Regions from separate parts of the Anser cygnoides genome. Here region 1 is linked to region 2. The links are chromatin contacts, called in public Hi-C maps. All regions are on one chromosome and are shown on one strand. Each heading gives the region's core, a stretch centred on a gene start, on an enhancer-like site or on the middle of the called end of the contact. The rest is flanking DNA. Distances are from core to core; before and after follow the strand shown. Region 1 holds the start of NUDT12 (nudix hydrolase 12). Region 2 holds the start of PPIP5K2 (diphosphoinositol pentakisphosphate kinase 2).

What was found. A called contact is a pair of places that touch in the nucleus more often than the background predicts.
Region 1: a Hi-C map of liver shows a contact between it and region 2, with 1.8 times the contacts expected there. The contact joins the promoter of NUDT12 here to the promoter of PPIP5K2 in region 2. A contact is called at or near these places in 2 of 7 Hi-C or Micro-C datasets (both in liver).

What each region holds. Positions count from the first base shown.
Region 1 is chrZ:25,809,993-25,814,336 of Taihu_goose_T2T_genome, forward strand. NUDT12 (nudix hydrolase 12) reads right to left here and starts at 2,622. Exons shown (of 8, transcript XR_010827825.1): 1 at 2,151-2,622; 2 at 1,494-1,707.
Region 2 is chrZ:25,630,653-25,634,893 of Taihu_goose_T2T_genome, forward strand. It overlaps PPIP5K2 (diphosphoinositol pentakisphosphate kinase 2), which reads left to right and starts at 2,934. Exons shown (of 31, transcript XM_066988460.1): 1 at 2,934-3,049. GIN1 (gypsy retrotransposon integrase 1) reads right to left here and starts at 3,182. Exons shown (of 8, transcript XM_066988477.1): 1 at 3,036-3,182.

The DNA.
Region 1 (4,344 bases), core at 1,372-3,871, 180 kb after region 2:
TCTACTTAGTGTCTGCTCAGGTACATGAAGACTATGATGAAGCTGTTATTTAGTGTCTTCTGCAGTGGCCCAAACTCTTTAGATCACTATGATCTTTCTTTCAGTCTATAAACATTTCCTGTAGCTTTTCTCAAGCATGTATGAGTAAAAAAATGACTAGTTATCCAGGCTCAGTCTCTGGAATGTTATATAATATTACCTTCATAGTTGTACTTGATGTTCATGTTTATGCATCCAGCAACTGTATTTGTCTAAATGGTTATTATGACTAAACCTGACTAAAATGAAACCAAAGAGACTGAGGTAACACATCAGTAACTACATTCAATTGTCTAAGAGAATGGCCATGAAAAAGGCATCGAAGAGCAGAAATTCACTCTTCTTTACAGTAAGCGCAGCTTCAAATGTTGTTAACCTGTTTACCAAACTGGTAAATTCTCCAAAATCTCAAAGTATTACTCAATGCACAGAGGTTTTCAATCCAGAAGATCTGGCACAGTGAAGCTCCTCTGCTTGCTAGAATACACTAATTATGGTGCAAAACAGCAGTTCATCTGACACTCCATGCTGAGATCCAGCAGAAAGTACAGCATCTGCGTAGGGCTAAAAAAAAAAAGTGTAAAAATATCCTGGAGGCTGTGGAATGACGTGCTTGAGATTACTCATAACCACAGAATGAACTAGTCTAGCATGGCTCCGTAATTAGGGTTGCAGAGAAGAACAGATCAGCCTTGATTAAGACAGAGCTCCGCTGAACTCTCGCTCTCATTATGAAATGTTTTCCATTTGAAACATATCGATCCTAACTTTATTCAGGCTTTGGAAAAATCTTCTCTGAAGTTTCAAAAACTTTGCAGCATTTTGTGCTTTTCTCAGTGTCTTGCCAGACTAGAACTACAGGAGTTGAAGATGGACAACAAATGTATTAAAACAAGTCTTTGACAAGCAAAGAACATGCATGGTGTCACAGTGACTGAATAAAAAAATATGACAGCTGAAAGAGGAAGGAAGACACATCTAAAAGAAAAGCAGCATGAAATTCAGAAATCACTAACTTTGGTGTAGGTACGTCTGTCATATCCTACATAATGGTCAATATGTCTGCAAACATTCTGCACTGTAACATAGATGCAAGTGGATTACAATTAAACCTTACGGAAAAAGCCTAAGTAGAACAATCACATACATCAAATTTATATTCAGAACACTGTTTGGAATGGGGTACAAATTCTGTTCTGTTCTGCAGGTTTCTGTGAGGACTGACAATGTATCTTTGAAGATCAATAATTTTAGGGATCCTTATATCTTTTCAACAGTTTTTAGCAAATAGCACAATCCAGTTATAAAATGACACAAAGCATGTAATTCTGAATTTTAAGCCTGAATATTCTTCCACTATCTGTTGAGTAAATTTACTTGTTTGACGTCATATTTAACTGGACAGAAAGAAATTTAGGGCAGAACTCTTCAGTGGGACCTACTAAACAGCTTACCCTTCTTCCAGAAGAATCCGTACTATGTCAAAGTGTCCATTTCTTGCACCATACATCAAGGCCGTCCAGCCGTTATCTGCAGCTGCATTGATAAGTGATGGTGAATGGCTGAGCAACGCTTTCAGTTTGGCTGCATCTCCAACAGCAGCAAAATTATGCAGCTGAGAAATCATTTCCTGATGGAGGTTCTTTTCAAAGCCTGTCATTGTCTCAGCTAAGTTGGAAAGCAAAAATGCATGAAAATATATCAGCCATTAGTAAAAACAATTCAAGTAAACGACATAAATTTAATGCTATAAAGGCAACCCAACACTGTCACCAAATTGGTGATATAACAGTAAAATTCTTATAATTAGCATGAAATTGTTAATCCTCAACAAATCTTAGTCCCACACATCACCAGACATGCCAAATTTTTACCCTAAAAATCAAGACTCGTTTGAAAGAGGCTTAAGGACAAGAATATTGTACTATGAAATTGAAGCCTATTTGAATATGGAAAACATGTTCTGGTTTCTGATCAAACAAGTACACAGATAAGACCTTTGAACAGTGCAAAAGTCCACTCCAATAAACGAATCTCGGTCGGATATTCTAAAAAAAAATGCAAAATAAATGTAAGACAGCAGTCCCCTTCCAGGGAAAAGGCCTGTTCACCTCACTCTGAGGCGCTTTTTGCTGAGTGGATCTCTACTCGGGAGCGGTGACAAATTAATTTAGTAACTTGCGCTATGACTCCTGAGGTTTCGATCCCTTCAGAGGGCAGTCTCTGCGGCAAACAAGCACCTCTAGCATTTCAGGGGCGTTCAGCGCCACCAAACTCCGTTGTCCACCCTCCTCCAGAGGCCCGACGTTTCACAACCCCCGCGGCATCTCTGAACAGCATTACAAACACAGCCGCTGACGCATGACTGACTACCAAAAAGGGCCAAACTCGGCTTTTCGCCACGAACAACGCCGATGACCTGCGCGTTCACAAACCCACTTCACGCCCCGAGCCGCCGCCAGTGCCTGGCGTTGGCCAGGCACCGCCGGATCCCAGCCCGGGCAGCCTTCGGGGGGGCACCGCAGCGCTGCGCTGACCAGGCGAGGGGGGCAGCACGGGACGGGGAGGTGCTCGGGGGAGCCCCGTTACCGTGAGCAGCCCGGTCGCCGCGGGGAGCTGGACTCCGGGCGCCCTTCCGCCGCCGTGGGGGCGCGTCCCGCCGCCGCCCCGCCCCGCGGGCCCAGGCCTGCCCAGCGCGGGCTGGCTGGAGGCTGGAGTCTGGGAACGGGACTCGGCCTTCAGGGCGGCTGGGGGAATGGGGGAGAGGGGGAGAAGGTTTCGGGACAGAGTTTATGCTGCCGGCAGGGTGAGGAACGGAGGGACGGCTCGACTTGCGGGCGATACCTGGTTTTAGTTACGGAGACCAGCCAGGCTTTGTTTACTTGTTTATTTCCCACCACGCTAACAGAAAGCAAAACCAAGTTATCAATAGAACGCACGAGTGTTTGCGAGACAAGTGGAGCAAATGATACGCAGCTGGGGGAGGTAGTTAAAAGGGAGGCCGGAAAGCCTAAAAACACCAGGAGGCAGGTTAACATACACACTTTCATTGACGCTGTGGAAAGCTTGGGGAAATCGTGGCTGCACCAGTCCTAGAGGAATGCGTGTAGTTAAGCTATCATTACGTCCTAGGAGCTACCAAAAGCGGCATCAGAGTGCACTGAATAAGCACCAAGAGCATGGCCTGTGGTTAGCTATCCTCGGCAGAGAACTAGCCCTGTGAGATGCACTCCCTTTCTATCCCCAGTAGGAGCAATGCAGGAGCGAAGCAGTGAGTGTGTGCATGAGGAATTGATAGGAGTATTCTTCCAGACAGGAACAAATGGAAAGTTAAGGGATGTGATTTTAATTTTGTTTAATCAGCTGGAAGCTATCTAGCCATACCTGATACAATGAGGGTCATCTATCCATATATCAATAATTGTTTCCACCTGGTGAAGAGCTGCCACCAGCCCTTCAATACGTGATTTCCAGCGGCATTCTTCCTTTCTGTGATTATTAATGACTGAAGTAGGAAATAGTTTTCTCATTGTAATATGTGATAAATTAGCGGGTGTTTGTTCATTGTCTTTAAAAGGAATTCAGAGGATCTGCTGAGAAGATAAGGTTTTGCAATTTACGACCTTGTTAAGGGGGAAGACTAAGCAAGTAGATAGTGGGGAGGGGGTGTTGGATAAACATCCTTGGTAAAACAAAGACTCTGTGAAATACTGTTTCCCGCTTCACTACCCTCCCCCTTGAACACGAGCACAACGCATGATCATCGAAAGAAAAACAACGACCCCCAACAACGAACTGCGCAGCTTCAGAAGGTCCAACAAGTCCTGACAAACCGAAACTTGGATGCTATAAAACGGCGACACTGAAAAGGGAAAGTTGCGTGCTGTGGTGGAGCGGAGACTCCCCAGCCGCCCAGCGCTGTTTTGCTTGTGCCTGCTTACTTAATTAATAAAATATTTCTGATAGACCAAGAAATTTGTATGGTCTCACTTATAACATAATAGACATTCAAAGGCACAAATTACTTATCTTCTTAGTAGTGTCTTAAATCTGCCATATATTCAATTATCACCACGCAGCTTTACATCCTGATCTGTGTAATAAAGTCACTGATCTCACAGGTGGGCTGAAGCATTCTTTGTGTTCAGGCAACTGAATCTCGTCTGGTAGCATGCTACAGAACTTTGTTTACTGGAATAACTCATGTTACCCTGATAAAAGCTTAGAAACTTGCTTTCCTTGTTTGGACAAGGAAAAATATCAAGAATAAGAAAGCATCTTAGTACACAGACAGAAGATGAGGAG
Region 2 (4,241 bases), core at 1,684-4,183:
TTGCTTCGTATCTTTCAAGCTTTGTGCCCGAGAGCCTATCACACCACCCACTGCACTGCTTTTGATAACCTACACCGTCATCAACATGAGCGATAAGGATAAGGAACACTACTCAACACACTACTTTGTTGTATACAAAGTTAGTTTTGTCAACATATATTTTAAAACTTCTGAACCAATGGAGTCTTCCACTGTATTCATTGCAGAGTGGGGAAAGAAATGAGACCAGAAAGAAATAGCTCTTCTTATTCTTAAACATTTGGATAGCTTCCCCATACAGGTGTGCTAGGAATTAAACGTGTCCCAATAGCCACCCTGATGAGAAAACAGACAAATAGAGAAACCAACTCCCCAGACAGAGACTGACACAAATTTATTTTTGTCATTCATTTGTCTGACAACTGGATTCTGATGTCCCAAATGTGATTCTGCACATAAGTAGGCAGTTAATTCCCTCACATGGGCTGACTGATCATATTAAAAAACTAAAATATCATTAGTAAAATACGTCATTGGGGCAGGAAAAGTTTAGGTCTACCATGAGTAGCCTCAAAATAATTATCAGTTAATGACAGACAGACATATTCATGCAGACACTATGTGATTTCAGTGTTTTTTTGTTTTTTAAGATCTGCTCCTCCATTAATAAACAAGTAGATGGAGCAGCTCTTTGATCCTGCTCTAATTGCCTCCTACAAGAGCAGGATCAGACTTGGAGTCTGCCATGTCACAATTTTTTAATGAATGCTCGTTATCCAGAGCATTCGCTAAATTTCTTCCTTATCTTTGCAGCGTCCCAAGACTACACAGTGTGGCAATGCATAGCCTGCTAAAAGCAATAATCAGCCTGTCTGCCCTATCTGCTAAGTGGCACATGATTGTGGGGAAAATGACAATATCCAGTCACTCCAGCATCCATGCAATTTCATCATGCGGTGATGCTATTTGAAAGCTTAATGTGTAAGTCAGGATATTTATTTTCCAATTTCAAGATTCTCACTGCCTTTACTATACGGGGAGTTGGAAAGAGGTAAAAAGCTCTACCGTGATTATGTCTGCTTTTAGTCACACTGTTTCTCCCAGAAAGTGAAATGCTGTATGTTATTTATAGAATATCATATTCCTCGTATATAGCTGGGCTGTGTTATCAACATCAAATGAATGCCAGGAACTTCACATTCAAGCAATGACAAGACCTTTGCCCCACTGAATACTTCGTTTTACATAAGCAAGACCTGGCTTTCACAAACAGCCAAGTCTCTTGTCATTCAACATTACAATTTTAAAGCAGTTCTCTCCTAATTGAGAGAACTTGTACAGATAAAACGCTTAGCAGTACAACCCTCTCTACCAGGAAAGAGGGTGTTTCAGAATAGGAAGGACTGAAGCCAGAACATGGCACTGTTTCTAGCAATCTTGGCTGGCAGAGCAGTTTCTTGGAAATTTAGAGCTGATAGTACAAGCCAAAACAGCTGACAGAATTGGTAAATTGGATAAGAGCAGGAAGGAAGGTGAGGCTACCATGATAAGAGTATTATTGTTGTTGTTTTAAAGCAGTTGATTAACTAGCATATCTGATAAGAAAAGATTATTTTAACTGTTCTTCACCAGCACTCTATTTACAAGGGATATGCACTTAAGCTTCGCTCAGGGCTTCTCCTGAAGGTGAATCAGCAGTTACCCAAGCACATCTGGAAGTCAAAAGGTATAATTCCTCACTGAAACATTGGGATAAAGGACCATTTTGGTTTTACAGATTTTCACATATTGCAAGAAAACACATTCCAGAACAGCCTGTATTCTTTCAGTAGTTTTTGCTCATCATGCACATCTTGTTTGAGACAGTGAATGTTCTCTATGCAGCACATGGCTGTGGGCTCTAAAAAATAAAAATGTTGCACAGCCATAAGACACATCTGAGCAGGACCACAGCTCATACTTCAGCTGAAGAGAAGTTGTCTTCATTCCTGCTGTGTCAGTTTCTGATATAAAAACTGGGTAGAGTGCACATAAACCAGTGAAGAAAGAACACATGATGGAGCATCCACATGCATTTAGAGTACTGACCAGGATCCTAAACTATCAAATTTAAGTACTGGAGCAGACTGCTGGATCACTGCCTAAAAGGAAGACATTAAGTGCGCTTCCTGCCTTTATATTTGGTTTCCTGAGCCCCTACTCATTTTTCCCCCAATACTACGGTCTTTATAGTTTGTTTTGCTCTATCTTGGGAAAAAAATAAATCTGAAGACAACAAGTTATGTGATCTTCCAGTTTTATTTCGGAATAAATCATTGCTACAGGTAATTCGTATGCTACCTCTGCCAGTATTTGTAACTTATCTAGCACTCTATAAAAATGATGTAATTATACAATCAATAATCAGTTCCCAACACTTTTTAAGTAGGAAAAGAAAGCACTGCTTTACAGTCAAGGAAAATATTTAGTCAAAGAGATCGAAAGTTTCCTATAACCCGGCCTCTTTGTTTGAGTGTCTTAGCCAAAGCAGTGGTAGCTCTTAAGACTCGGCTAATTCGCTTTTTAACATCCAGTTTCCCTCAAAAACACTACGGTAACTGCGAGGCGCTTTCCATCCCAGGAGCCAGCACTCCTGGCCGCGCCAGGTGCCCCCCACAGGGGCACCTTACAGCACCTGGGCGCTACGGGAGGCTCGCAAGATGGCGCCGCCCGCCCACGGCCACGTAAGGCAGTAAGGGCCCGCGGCCATCGCGCGGCGAGTAACTCGCTAACGCTGGGAAGGAAAGCGAAGGGAAGTGGCCCTCACTGCCAACCTCCCGCCGCGCCCCAGCCACGCCCCCCTCCAGACTACAACCCCCATCATGCACCGCGCCGCTCTCAGCCCCCCCCCCCCCACGCGGGGCACGCCGGGAGCAGGCAGCTCGAAGCGGCAAGGCCCGCACATGCGCGGAGCGGTGCCGACGCGATCTTTTTTCCTCCCCCCCCACCTCTCCCCACCCCGTCCCGCCCTGCGCGCCGCGCCCCTGGCCAGCCGTGGGGCGCCGCCTTGCACGCACCTGCTGCAGCCGAGGTACCACGGCCGCTCCCCTCCGCCCTCCTCACCGCGGCGGCTGCCACCTCCCTCGCGGGACTTATGTGGCGCCCCCGGAAGCGCGGCGGCAGCTGCGGACAGGGTGGGGGCGGGCTGCCGCGGGGGGCGGGGCGAGGCGGGGCGGGGGCGCGCGGGCACGAGCACGCACGAGCACGGGCACGAGTACGGGCACGAGCACGAGGCGGTGGCGGCTCCTCCATGGGAGCCGGCGGGGGCGGGGACGGCGCCGGGCGCGGCGGCGGCGCCACGCACAGGTGAGGCGAGGCGAGGCCGCGGGCGGTTGATGGCGGTTGGCGGCGGTTGGGGGCCCTCACAGCGCCCCCCCCCCCCCCCCCCTCGTAACGGCCCCCATCGAGCCCCACGGCTTGTGGTTCGGGCAGAGTAACAAAGCCGCTCGGGTATGAAGCTGGTCCTGGTAGGGGCAGCCGGCCGGTGCGACGGGACGTGTTTGTGCTTCACCCGTGAGAAACGTGGGGTTTTTGGTGCCGGTTCGCGTGCGCTGGCTGGCCGGTGCTTTTGGCGAAGGAGTTTTGTGCTCCTGGCGGCTGTGGTTAGAAGGGAGCAGGCCCGCAGGGGCTGCCGGGGCTGTGGTACTGGGCTTTCGCATCTCTGCAAGTATAAAGTCAGAGTAAGAGGCTCTTCTGTCCGCGAGCACGCGGGGAAGCTGTTTTCACGTCTTTGAATCGGATCTCTAACAAAAGCCGGCCTTCCTCGGAACATCCAGAGTTGCTGCAAATATAGGTGTCTGCGTGAGATGTGCCTGGCAAGGTTTGATTAGGAAATGAACTTGACAATTAATGATATGGAGGTTATCTGTTCTGTGGCTGTGCGGGAGCAGCGCTAGTGATGCATGCCAAGCATCGGTTTGTTTGCCTGTTTTTAAAAGTTCTCCTTTTCTGTCTGAGGGATGACAGTGATGTTTAGCAGAATGCTTTTTTTTTTTTTTCTTTTTTCTTTTAAGGCAGTTCTGACTCTTGTGTTGAATGATTTTAGTAGTTGACATTCCCGTTTCAACTCTCTGACTGCTGAAGGGTTGAAGGCTGTGAGAAATGCAGTATTTGGGGTGCCTCATTTTAAAACTCTGAGTAAGTTTCAGCAGACCTCCATACGCGTGCTGAAAAGTTGTACTTTTAAGCAGTGAGATGTTAGGAAAAAAATGGTTCTGCGAGTG